Linked DNA regions of Danio rerio: region 2 is linked to region 1. The links are chromatin contacts, called in public Hi-C maps. All regions are on one chromosome and are shown on one strand. The core of a region is the stretch at or near the end of the contact, and the rest is flanking DNA. Distances in the headings are between cores, read along the strand shown.

Evidence for each region. Hi-C and Micro-C count contacts between places; a contact is called where the count stands out from the background.
Region 2: a Hi-C map of an unstated tissue shows a contact between it and region 1, with 2.6 times the contacts expected there. The contact joins the promoter of ube2g1a here to the promoter of dpagt1 in region 1. A contact is called at or near these places in 1 of 18 Hi-C or Micro-C datasets (an unstated tissue) and 1 of 4 datasets of contacts at active chromatin or transcription factors (embryo).

Annotation. Positions count from the first base shown.
Region 1 is chr5:31,202,888-31,209,137 of GRCz12tu, reverse strand. It overlaps dpagt1 (dolichyl-phosphate (UDP-N-acetylglucosamine) N-acetylglucosaminephosphotransferase 1 (GlcNAc-1-P transferase)), which reads right to left and starts at 3,169. Exons shown (of 9, transcript NM_001089411.1): 1 at 2,684-3,169; 2 at 2,453-2,573; 3 at 1,893-2,106; 4 at 1,391-1,537; 5 at 535-619; 6 at 75-263. The coding sequence starts at 2,838. c2cd2l (c2cd2 like) reads left to right here and starts at 3,155. Exons shown (of 15, transcript NM_001077383.2): 1 at 3,155-3,183.
Region 2 is chr5:31,601,695-31,607,944 of GRCz12tu, reverse strand. ube2g1a (ubiquitin-conjugating enzyme E2G 1a (UBC7 homolog, yeast)) reads right to left here and starts at 3,282. Exons shown (of 6, transcript NM_199863.1): 1 at 3,119-3,282. The coding sequence starts at 3,164. spns3 (SPNS lysolipid transporter 3, sphingosine-1-phosphate (putative)) reads left to right here and starts at 5,784. Exons shown (of 13, transcript NM_001100036.1): 1 at 5,784-5,907.

The sequences.
Region 1 (6,250 bases), core at 1,920-4,419:
ATTTAAATTATTTAATTGAAGTGTCCTTACATTTATAATTATGTATAAAAACAAATGTTAGTGAAATTACCTACCTAGGCAGGCGATGTCTAGGGCAGGGAATGATGTGAAAGAGCTGAGGCAGTGAGTAAATAAAGTTGATGACTTGAGGGATGAAGAAAAGCAGCATTGTCTTGCTAAAGTGGCCGAGTATCCCGACAACTGCAAATGTCATTCCAGCAAAGTAACAGAAAGTGTCTCCCACAAACACAGAAGAGGGATACCTAATAGGCAGTATTCAAAAGAGAGAATTAAAGGTGAACTAAGCAAACTTTTAAAAAAAATTAATGTCAGTGTTGGAGCAAGTATCAAAACACACTTGAAATCAATCTGCATTACGGGACATATCTAGTACATCTTGGCAATGGGCATGTTTGTTTTTAGGGATTTTAAATAATAACATTTCCAAAAATTGCTTTATGCATGGCAAATATATAAACAAATATATCTTTGGTATATGCCAATGATAATCAAAAGGCAAGAATTTGAACAAACCAATTGTGGTAGAAGAGAGCTAATGTGGTGAAGAAAAAAGGAATCATGAAGTACAAGGAGAAAACATGGTCATCTCTGTAGTCTCCTGAAAGAGAAATGGCATTCAAAGATCAATATAACAATCCAAGAGCAGATATTAAATATAGCTGCAAACTTTAAACTCTGACTTTAAAAGGCAACAATTATAACAATGTAACTGTTTGCAACATTGATTAATAAGCAGTGCTGAGCAAAACTGACCGCATCTAAAATAAACGTATGTTTTGACATAATAAACTGTATGTGTGTGTACTGTGTATATTTATTCTGTATGTAAAAAAACACACATGCATGCATACATACATTTTAGAAAAAGTTCATTTTTATTTAGATATAAAATATACAGTATATGTACATGTGATACAAATTATATATTAATTAAAATATCCATGTGACAAATTTTTTTGTTGTATCATATATACATGATAAATATACCATATATAACACACCCATATATTATGTCAAAACAAACATTTATTTTGGATGCGATTAATCACGATTAATCTTTGCTGAGCACTTTTAAACAAATGTTGTTGTTTTTTTCAGCAATTCTGAATATTATTTACATTTTTGACTATAATTTCTGAAGACTTCAGTAGCCTTCATATTTACCTTATTTTAAAAATCATTTTAAACAACAATATTTAAAGAGTTTTCTGTATATTTGATCAAATAAATGCAGCTTACATGATTATATGTAAAAACGAATCTCAATTATTGATAGTGTACATACACGTGAAACAAATTACGCCTATATTAAAACCATGCAAAGAGATTTTAATATAAAAATAAGAGGAAAAACAGACCCTCAGCTCACCATTGAGTTCCAGTAAATTAAAGAGGATGATGGACCCTGATATGAAGAGAGCCTGTCCAGACTCAATGCCATTGATGCCAGCCAAGATGTTGATCGCATTTGTGCAAAACACAGCCAACATTCCCATATACACATAATACAGAATTCCTAAAACACAGTATATGCAAAACAGTCAGTTTATAAGCATGTATCATACAATACAATTCAATTCAAGTTTATTTGTATAGCGTATTTCACAATAATATTTGTCCCAAATAATTATTGTCACCTTTACAAAAAGCCAAGGTACACATTACTATTACATTACAGTCAAAAATAAGTAAGTTAAGGAGTTGTGTAAAGGTTAGACAGTAAAGAAACATAGTTAACCTGCAGTTACACAGCATATAGTGTCCTTCCAAAATGGTGATGTACATGTGTATAATACCTACAAAATAAACTTCTCTCTGTCAAGAAAGAGAACACCCAACACTTCAGCAGACTCTCTGACCATCACACTCACCCAGGTCCAAATGCATCCCCAAAAGGAGACGGAAAGGTTTTGGCACGACGATGACAGTGTTGCCAAAGTTAGTGAAGTAAACCATGAGGAGAGGCAGAGAGGCCATGGTGGGCAGCAGAAGTTTGTGTCTCCATCGCAGGTTCAGAACATCATCAGCAAAGCCCAGGAAAATCATGCAGCAGATGGCCAACAATGCACCGATCAGCTGAACAAACTATGTGGATCAAAAAAATGACAATGACTACGTTTCCATCATTCTTCAAAATATCTTCTTTTATGTTCAACAGGGGTAAAAACACTTCTAAAGCTTTGGAACATTCTGAGGAAGAGTAAATAGTGAGTAAATCATTCTTTTTGGGCGAATTATCCCTTTAGATAATATTTCGGAACATCATAAAAGCCTTTGCACAGACTTTGAAACAATTGATCATGTTCTTGATTATTTTAAAACGTTGCAATAACTAAAAGCCCCTGCTGACCCCTAATTCTGCAACATTACAGTAACAAACGATGAGTTCTTGATATTCACTTCATGATTAAAGGATCATTCGTTCTCTCACCTCGTTGTGAGGAAACCGTTGACACTTCTCTCCCATAAAGCACTGTAAGAATGGAACAGGGATGAAGAGGAAGAGGATGATGAGGAAGACTGTCCCACTGATTACACCCTGTGACTCGGGTCTGGTTAATAAAAAGGAAACAAGAGTTAAATTCAGGTGTCAAACGTCATATAGCAAAGCAACACATAATATCGATGCACAATAACATAAGAATAAAAATCCAAAACTTACACCTCTTTCTTTGTGGTTTTATTTAAGTCCATGCCATAAAGTCTTGCAGATATGAAATGTTCCTTAAAGGCAGGAATAAGCTTGACTGTTGCAATGCACCCAAGTGCAGACATACAACAGTTGATGATCAGAGGAACAACAGGAATTGGAGACATCTTCTCGATATAAAACTACAATATACTGAATCTACTGTACTAATATATGTATTGTATTACAACAACTCAAGCGTTCGTTTCCTGTCAGCAACATTCAATGCTATTGCGTTTTATAATCATAATGAAGCAGACATTAACTGAACATGTTTCTTCAAAGTTTACAGATGTTTTAACTACATGTCCGATACGCGGCGGAAACCGTTAATGGATAAAAGCGCGTACAAAAATAACATTTGTTTATTTTCGAAGCGAATGAACGATGTTTCTCTGCAAAGTAACGTTAGATTCATCAGTAAACGGTTGTTTTCTGGCTCAACGTTGACAGCTAGATTTCCACAACCTCATGTAAGTAACCGGCGGTAGAGGAGAACCTCCTGCCTAAATAAATCCCGGCTTAGGTTATGAGTAACTTATTACTCCTACAACAAATGCAAACAGCGTTGACGTCAAATGGTTATCGATATGTCAGTTTACATTGTACGTTTGGCTCTGATCTCATCACAAAATCCACGTCTACTTCCGTCAACATAATCCGTCCGCTGACCGCTTGCATTTACACAACTATCTTAATATACTCTCATGATCTAATGCTATGAGAGTTAACGATTAAGGTTTTAAGCGCAATGCCGTACAATTCAAATGGATACCAAGGAGGTGTTTAGTCAGAGATATGTGTAAGTATGTTTTGATACTGTCATATTGGTTTTGAGTCGAACTTTTTGCAGGCGTAACACAACCGGAAACTGAAATGAAAAGCATGTTAAAAGTCTCAACTTCCGTGAAGTAATATTTTTGACATTGTAGTGATACCTGGCAATTTGTTAAATGCAGGGCTACAATATTATTCATGAAATAAATTAATTCATTCATTTATTTTCTTTTCGTCCTAGTCCCTTTATTAATCAGGGGTCACCACAGCAGAATGAACCGCCAACTTATCCAGCACATGTTTTAGGCAGCAGATGGCCTTCCGGCCGCAACTCAACACTGGGAAACCCCCATACACTTTTGCATTCACACATATACACTACAGACAATTTAGCTTATTCAATTCACCTGTATTGCATGTCTTAGGACTTTGGGGGAACCGGGGCTCGAACCAGCAACCTTCTTGCTGTTAGGCAATTGTGCTACCTACAATTGTGCTACCCATGACAATTGCTATGTCATGTTAGTTTTATTTATCAAGATATTATTATTGTTTGAAAAGTTTAATTGCAGACAGAAAAAAATCTACAATACGATGTTTTTATTTGAATATGTGATTGTATGAAACTTATAAGAGCATTTATGTATTGAATACAATACCATTCAAAACTGCTTTATTGGCATGACTGTAAATGATAAATGTTGCCAATGCTTGAAATACTGTAGGTGGACAAATACAATATTAAAATAAAAGAATGGAAATAAAATATCATAATAATTTAAACTAAAAAAAAAACTATGTAAGAAATAAAAACATGTGAACATTTAAAAAAAAAACACAGTGTTTACCATATAAACACACACAGTCAAAGGGTCACTGTAGTATACAGTAGGGAAGCATACACTAATACATTCCCAAAAGACGTTATAATTTGAACGACATTTAGATTGAACAAAAACAGGAGAATGGAAAAAAAAACATTTTATTTCTTTATTAGAACAACATGCAGTGTGATATGGAAAGCTGACAGCCTAAACCAATTTTTATTTTCAGGTGAAAAAAAAAGGTCATTTAAAGAAAAAAATATTTCAGACTCATGAAAGTATATTCTGAGAAGTTTAAAAATCAAAGAAGGCCTCAGTCAGGGGTATGCCAGAAGAAAAACAAAACACAACATACTGTAGGCTATACATGCTTAAAGGCATAACAAAAAAAATAATAATTTAGTTCAATTTGTTAATTTGTTAAAACATTAATTTGTTTTATAATATATTACAGCATATGACATGGATAGAAAAGTATTCTGAGCAGTTGATTAAAGTTAATTAAATGAGCCAATATTAACATCTTTCTTGAGATTTGCAATTAAATTTATTTATCATTTTAATAATAATTATAAACCCAATATGGAAAAAAACTACATAAATATTCCACAAAGACAACCAGTCGAACATATGGGTTCATTAATTGTTAATACATATATTTGGGAATGAATTGTTTTTTTCAAAATTAGAGAAGTCGATTTGAACCACTTAACACCAAATGAAAAGATGCTATTAAAAACTGTTAAAAGGAGCTCAACTAACCTATGATTTTTACCAAGTCTAATAAATCATGATAAATCAAACAAATACAAGATGCATTTGTAACAACAACATAAAAAAAAAAATTACTTGACATAATGTAACAAACGTCAGCGAAAACTCTTTTAAGGATCAGCCAGGGAATATGCGCTTTACGCATGCGCAGCCTGAAGTGTGCGTGTCTCTTTAAACGCGTTGTCCTTACGCGGTATGTGTGTTTGTGTTGCTACACTATTTGACAGCTCGACTGTTCTGTTCCTGCGCATTACCATTACAGACCGTCCAACACCGCCGGTGGGAGGAAGACACATTTTCTCCTGCGTGGACTGCACTGGTCATTGTAAATGTGTGATTTTATGTCGCACGCTAAAGACTGAAGAGACGGAGGCCATGTACCGATCAGCTCAGGTTTGATCGTGGAAGATGCTCGGACCTGAAGGCTGGTGCTGGAATTACGAAGACATGATGTAGCCATTGAACCACTCTTCTGTAGCTAGTCAGCGCGCGAACACGGCGTTTCTCATCTGATCGGTAATAAATCCTTCATATTGTTTTCTCTTGCACAAACATTTATTCGGCGTCATATGCGCGTGCAGCATTTTGTTGACGGTATGCGCGATTCGAGTCAGCTGAACTGACTGAACTGAGTCAAATGCTCAAAACATAATGATGTCTAGCGTTTCATAGGCAGCTCACTGGGGTTTCAAACGCCGCTGCTTTTGTAATGGTGACCAGTGAGGGAAAACATGCATGGTTTGATAAGAACGCCATCATTTGTGTTAGAATTAAGTACACCCTATCACAATGAAGGGACTGAAACTGAATCGCTAGATGGGTCATGGTGAGCTCGTTCGCCGTTGCAGTGCAGCACTGACCCAGAACACAGCTGCTTCATCGCTGCTGCTGGGCTGTCAGAAATGTGACAGAATCGGAGCGGCTCTCATACACATACACACAGGCTTCACACAGGACTAGACTGTGCAGCCGAGCTGAGTTTTCTGGAAGAAGTTGGCCACTTCTCCGGTTTCAGGAGAGGCATTGAATGTCACACTTTCACCGAAATGCTTAGTCAGTTTGCTCAACTGCTGAAACTTTTAAGCACAGGTGGGAATACTAACAGGAGATGCACTTGTAAATCTAGTGATAAGAACACACGCTGTGAACCTTGGGAAATGTAAAC
Region 2 (6,250 bases), core at 2,033-4,532, 400 kb before region 1:
GCAAGAAGGAGCACAACAGAATATCTGGAGGTTGACTGCATGACCACCTTGTAGTCATAAACAAGATGACAGTTGGGTTATCCAGTCATATGGATGTGTCATTTTTGCACATGAATCACTAAGACAGTCTGGCATTCATATGAAGAGTCTCTTCTGTCAAAGCCACCTTTTTACCACTATCTGATGGTTATTAAATGACTCAATTGTATTTTCAACAAACCTACTTCCAATATAAGAGTGCTGAAGTGTTATTATAGCAACACTAGGGCTGGGCCAATAAACTGTATTATATCAAATTGCGATGAAGTTTGTGTCAATAACAATGATAAGCTTTGGACTTTTTACTCTATATTGATCTAAGAGCCAATCACACAACAGAAATGTGCAACAACGAGAATCTAAAAGTGTGTTGATGTTAGAGATGTCCCAAAATTTTCTGCCACTGAAAAAGTATCGGCTGAAAATATGCTATGCCATTTAATAGACCCTCTAATTTTTGTGGCTTCAGTCATTGCTGGAATACTCTTTTAAATCTGGAAGCATTAACAACTGGTATCGCAATATACATCGTTATCATTCAATATGCAAAATAATTATCAAGATTGCAGTTTTGCCATATCGACCAGCCCTAAGCAACAATCACACAAATAGCATAAAGGGCTGTTCAAACCAAGAATGGATGACAGCCACTACTAGAAAGGTTTACCAACCCTTCAAATTCAATTAGAAGAGAGATGTCCACACAGCAGATTTAACAATAACACCACAGATATACAATATCATTGGAATCACTTTCAGAGAATTTCCTGTCAATGTATGTTAAAAAGCTTGACAGGCAAAGAAAACCCACAAGTTACAAAAGCATGCGCATAAAGTGACATAACAGTAGTGCTTTTAATAACAGAACATTATCTGAAGGCAAAAAAATACATAATTTATTTACTATCCTGCAGTCCATTCAACCAGTGTATGACTGACTTTCTTCAGCCAAGGTTTTGGGGAAAAGGAAACAACTCTTCATCTAATGCTAGTGAACAGGGTTCAACTAAACCATTTGGTAGTTGTATTAAATTTTCAGGAAAAATGCAGTGAGCGTTATTTAAAAAAAAAAAAAGAAACAGAAAAGATATTAACTTACTTAATCAAATTTATTTTTAAATATTTAGAAATTAAACACAAATTTTTCTCTAGAAAAGCCAACCTCTCTCCCAGGACAAAAAGTAAACAAAAAGATGAAACAGTATGCAAAGATAGAACAGTAAATCAAATGACCTTAACTTTCTGTAAACAAGTTCAACTTAAGTTAGCGAGATAGTGTAGCGTACTATACAAACAATAATAATAAATAATAAAAAAAAAACACTCAGCAAACTAACATGTCTGAAACAACTCTGCAGTTGTACTATGCTGTTGCTTGCTACTAAATTGAGTGTCCCTGGCAATACTTTCAATTGACTTTTTAGCAAGACACTCATCACTCAATTGTGCTCACTAATTTGTCTAGTAAGACTGTCACAAAAACGCAGTCACGCGTTTGCTCTGGACGGGAAATAAATGAATTAAAAATATACAAATATATCTTCATATTACAGCCTCTTGTGATTAGCTAATCGCAACATTTCAAATGGTGACTGCAATTAGATTTCGATTAATCACACGGCTCTAGTAGACGCTGCAATGTTTTTACCCAAAACCTTAATTTTTTTTCAACTTAAAGTCTCAAAACATGTTTAATAGCTTGGGGTGGGTAAAAAATTAAAGGTAATTTTTGAGTGATTTCTAAAAAAAACCTCTCTACACATGGCATTAACATCACACAAGTTGTGCCCGCATTTTCCTGGCCCGTATCTTTTACGGGCCAACATTAATGAACGTTGTGAGGCTTTTGTTCTCACGAAGGGTTCACTGAGTTTAGATCAAGGCTGATGAGTTCACCATGCTGGTTCTTCTGAAAGGAGACAACCAAAACAGCCCCTGACCCCCTGAATCAGTCAATCAAGCGCAGGGCCTCTGCAGAACCTGACGCCATGACAGGCCCGGGGTGCCGCTCACCCTGCGACCCTTGGAAAGAAACAAGCGAGTTGCTTTTATGTGTGTGTAAGATGAGTAATTTGGGGGGATGGGGTTGCTTGAGCTGTCTGTGGCAAAGAGACAGCTGTCATGTAGCAGATCTGTTGTTTTGCTTTTTAATTGATCTCATCAGACCCCCAAACTCAGGTAATCTGCCTAGTTTGACCCCTATAACTAACTCACTTCACTGGCTGCACTGCGCAAATGGGGCCCAGTGGAGAAATCCTCCTCTGGTTGAGCTCAGTAAAGCTGACACTCGCGGATCATATTGCTCAGTGTGTGTGTGCTGGGCATAGAACAATAGGAAACACTCATAACGACTCTAATAAGAGCCAATTTCCCGCACAGGTCTATGGTGACAGAGACTATGGGTCTCCAGTTCTCGCTGTACCGGTGAGCTGGTGATCAAACAGCAGCCATCAATTTGTTAGCTTTAGCCTGCTAGCCAGCCTAGAAAAACAAAGGGATTTGATCAACCCGATGCGGGGTAATGGCACACAATATACGGCTTATAAATCTCACCTTTAAACCGTGCGATAATACTATTGGTTTGACGGACAACGATAAGACAGTGAGCAGAAATTGGACCAATGACAGACTTTTCCTCCATTTATAAGATGACTGGTTCTCTTGCGGAAACTGCGTCCGGACACAGATGTCAAAACACGGGGGTAGCCGATCGAGAGCGGCCCCGCCGGTGTGATACGGAAAAAAGTGACTGACACTTATGTTGACATGAATAAACCGAATAACACTAAACAAACGTGCGCGTATTGTTGTTTTAATTATGTTAGAAAAACTCTCATGTTGATATTTTAGCAAGAGTAGTACAAAACTAGCATTTTAAAATAACAAAAGACGACGGGGCTTGCCTTTAGCCGGCTATTTTAGCTGCTAACATGCTAACTAATGCTGTATGATAAACACAGCGCTTGTTAGCGGCTAAACTAGCGGCTAACGGCTAAAATGCTCCGTCTCGGGTGTACTGGCTGGCTAAAACGTTCACCGGTTTGTTAGCCTGCCTTCGCCAACAGCCTTCAAATATTACCTGCTAGCTGTCTCCTGAGTAACAGTGCTGACTGGGGCTCCGTCATGTTTTTATAAGTTATATTCTAGGTCGACAGACGTTCACCTCGACAAGGAGAAAAAATATGTTTGAATTTGCTTGCGCGTCTTCCCGTCTCTGTTCTAGTCCGTTTTGCTCAACATTCTGATGCGGTATGCGCATGCGCTCTGCTCTCCGCGAGGCCGCGGCGAGAGTGTGCTCCAGGGTACTTATGGGCGGAGGATTCGCGCATGTCAGAAACAAATATGCTTGTTTTTTAACAAACGGCGATGGCATTGACTGCGAGATTAATTATGTTATCACTTTAGTGACGTTGTAGGTGAGTCTAATCAATTGTCTCGTTATAGCGAAAATCTGTAATCATACATTTATTATTGCTTTTTCTTTTCGCAAGTGCCATTTTTATTAGAGAAAATTGATTGTTGAGGACAGTACAGTGTCATTCAACCACTAGGAGACAGTACAGCGTAATAATAAAAGTCAAAATGTGTGATAGAGGCGATCCTTATGAGAATCATCCACTTACACACAGCTCTCATAACCGTTCATGACACTTTAACGTCTTGGTTGTGTATTTCTTACTAGCGTGATAAAAACATTTTATTTGAAAACATTTTTTTTCGAAAGACGTCTCTTTTGCTCATCAGGACAAAAGTAAAATAAAAATAAAAACTTTGAAATGCAGTTTTTAGTTAAAACAACTTCTCAATTTGACTTTCAAACAAAAGTCAATTGACTAATTCAAAGTCAATGCAGAAATGTCTGCTGTTATTACTTGTTTCCAGTGTTGCATTATCTTTCAGGGATCAATCTGATAGGCTGATTTGCTGCTGAATATATTTTTTTTCTGATTGTTATCAATGTTCATTTATTTTTATGGAAACAGTCGTATATTAAGAGTACAAGAGTAAGAGCACAATTCAAATCATTTTCACAGATACATTAAATTAATTACATGTGACAGTAAATATATTTAGGTTTCAAAACATTATACTTCAGTTCAATTGTGTGTGTGTGTGTGTGTGTGTGTGTGTATGTGTGTGTGTTTTTTTTTTAAGTTAAAATATCCACTAAAATTAGCAGAAACATTTAGTTCTGAACTGATAAAATGAGAACCAGTAGTAATGATTGAAGACCAAAATAATTCAAGAAGACTGGAGTGACAATGTTTCGAATTACAGAAATAAATACAATTTCTTACATTTTACATCAATTACATTATCAATGAACAGCAAAGACTTTCAAAAACCCTGACAAATCATAATATCCCCAAATATCTGACCTGCAGTGTACATCTTGTCAGAGAAACTGCACAATAAAGACCTTAAACATGATTTTTTTTGTCTTATTTAGTCTTTACTGTGGTTGAATACCGCTGTACTTTCAATGACAACAACTTTCAACTAAATATAAATGGCTTGCAAATGATATTATGTTCTGAATAGTGACTCTAATTTAATTTCAGTTTATTATGTGTCTAACTTCTTGTTTATTTAATCAAAATCCATAAACTTTGTTATTATGGCAACCCACATCAAATAATAATTTATAGTGCATGCAACAACACACATGCAAAACATTTAATCATTATTTGAAATACACGAAAGACATGATGACAGGTCAGTGGTTTTAGGTAAAAATTTTACATATTGTGTATATGTAGATTCATTCATTCATTCATTCATTCATTCATTCATTCATTCATTCATTCATTCATTCATTCGTTCGTTCGTTCATTTATTCATTCATTCATTCATTCATTTTCCTTCAGCTTAGTCCCATTATCCATCAGCAGAATGAACCGCCAACTTGCGGATGCTCTTCAAGCTGCAAATTAGTCCTGGGAAATATCCATTCACACAGATACACCACGGCCAATTTAGCTTCTTCAATTCACGTACACGCCTTAGGACTGTGAGGGAAACTGAAGCACTTGGAGGAAACCCATGCCAACACAGGTAGAACATGCAAACTCCACACAGAAATGCCCACTGACCCAGTCGGGACTCAAACCAGCAAGTTTGCTGTGAGGTGACAGTGCTAACCACTAAGCCATCGTGTCGCCCATTTTACATACTGTAAAATATATTTTACGTGTGCTACAATGAATGACTGTTTGTTTTAGAGAAGTGGTTCGGCAGAGAATTTCACAAGAATGGCAACATTTGCATCATAATGGAAGCACCACAGTTTCGCCAAGTTTCTCATTTAAATTAAAAAGCAACCATGAGAAAAATAAATAAATTGAAAACTGTAGAGTGGGAAGTACTGCAGCACACCCGATTATAGCTTGGAATGATCAATCTACTACATAAAAAGCCATAAACTTTACAGAGTTTATCAGACAACACAAGATTAGGTTTCCATTTGAGAAAGTTCCCTCACGGGTGTGGATTTTCCAGCAGCTCTGTCTGCAAGACCTTTGTCCTGGTGTTCAGAACATTAGCCTGAAACATAATGCCAAACACCCTGGCAAAACTGGGTAACAGATCGATGCAAAGCAGAAAGCATGATGTGAGTGCATAGATGAAAATCTACGGGTTTGTGGTGTATAATGCAACAAGGAGGAACTGTTCATCTGCATGTGACCAGAGGAAAGGGGGCGGGGCTTGATTCTAACTTGATAACCCTGCAGCGTGCTGTACTCACACAGGAATGCATTTCTGTTGTGACATCTCAACGAACACAGAAAAAAGACAGAAAGTGAGAGAAGAAAGACAGACAACAGAAAAGATGGATTAGAAGAGACATTGGAGCACATAAGCTGAAGCGTAAGTCATTTTACATTTACATTATGAAAATAGTCGAGGTGTTATGATGCAAAAAATGAATCAGTCTCATTGTCAAGTCTGCTTCATTCCAAATTGAGTCAAAAGCTGAACAAATATATGGCATTGTCCTGCTGTGGTCATACTCTGATAAACATCACAACAGTGGCATTGTTGGTAGTCCGCTGAGGATCTCAGACCTGAACTGAACCCTGAAGTCTGATGAAAAATAAAAGCTTTCTTCATAATTTGATATGAGTGAGTAAAACACATGTATATGAGTTCAGTTTAAAGAGTCAGTCAGTGGGTAAGACATTTTAAAGTAAAGTGCTCTTCCTGTGTTAAT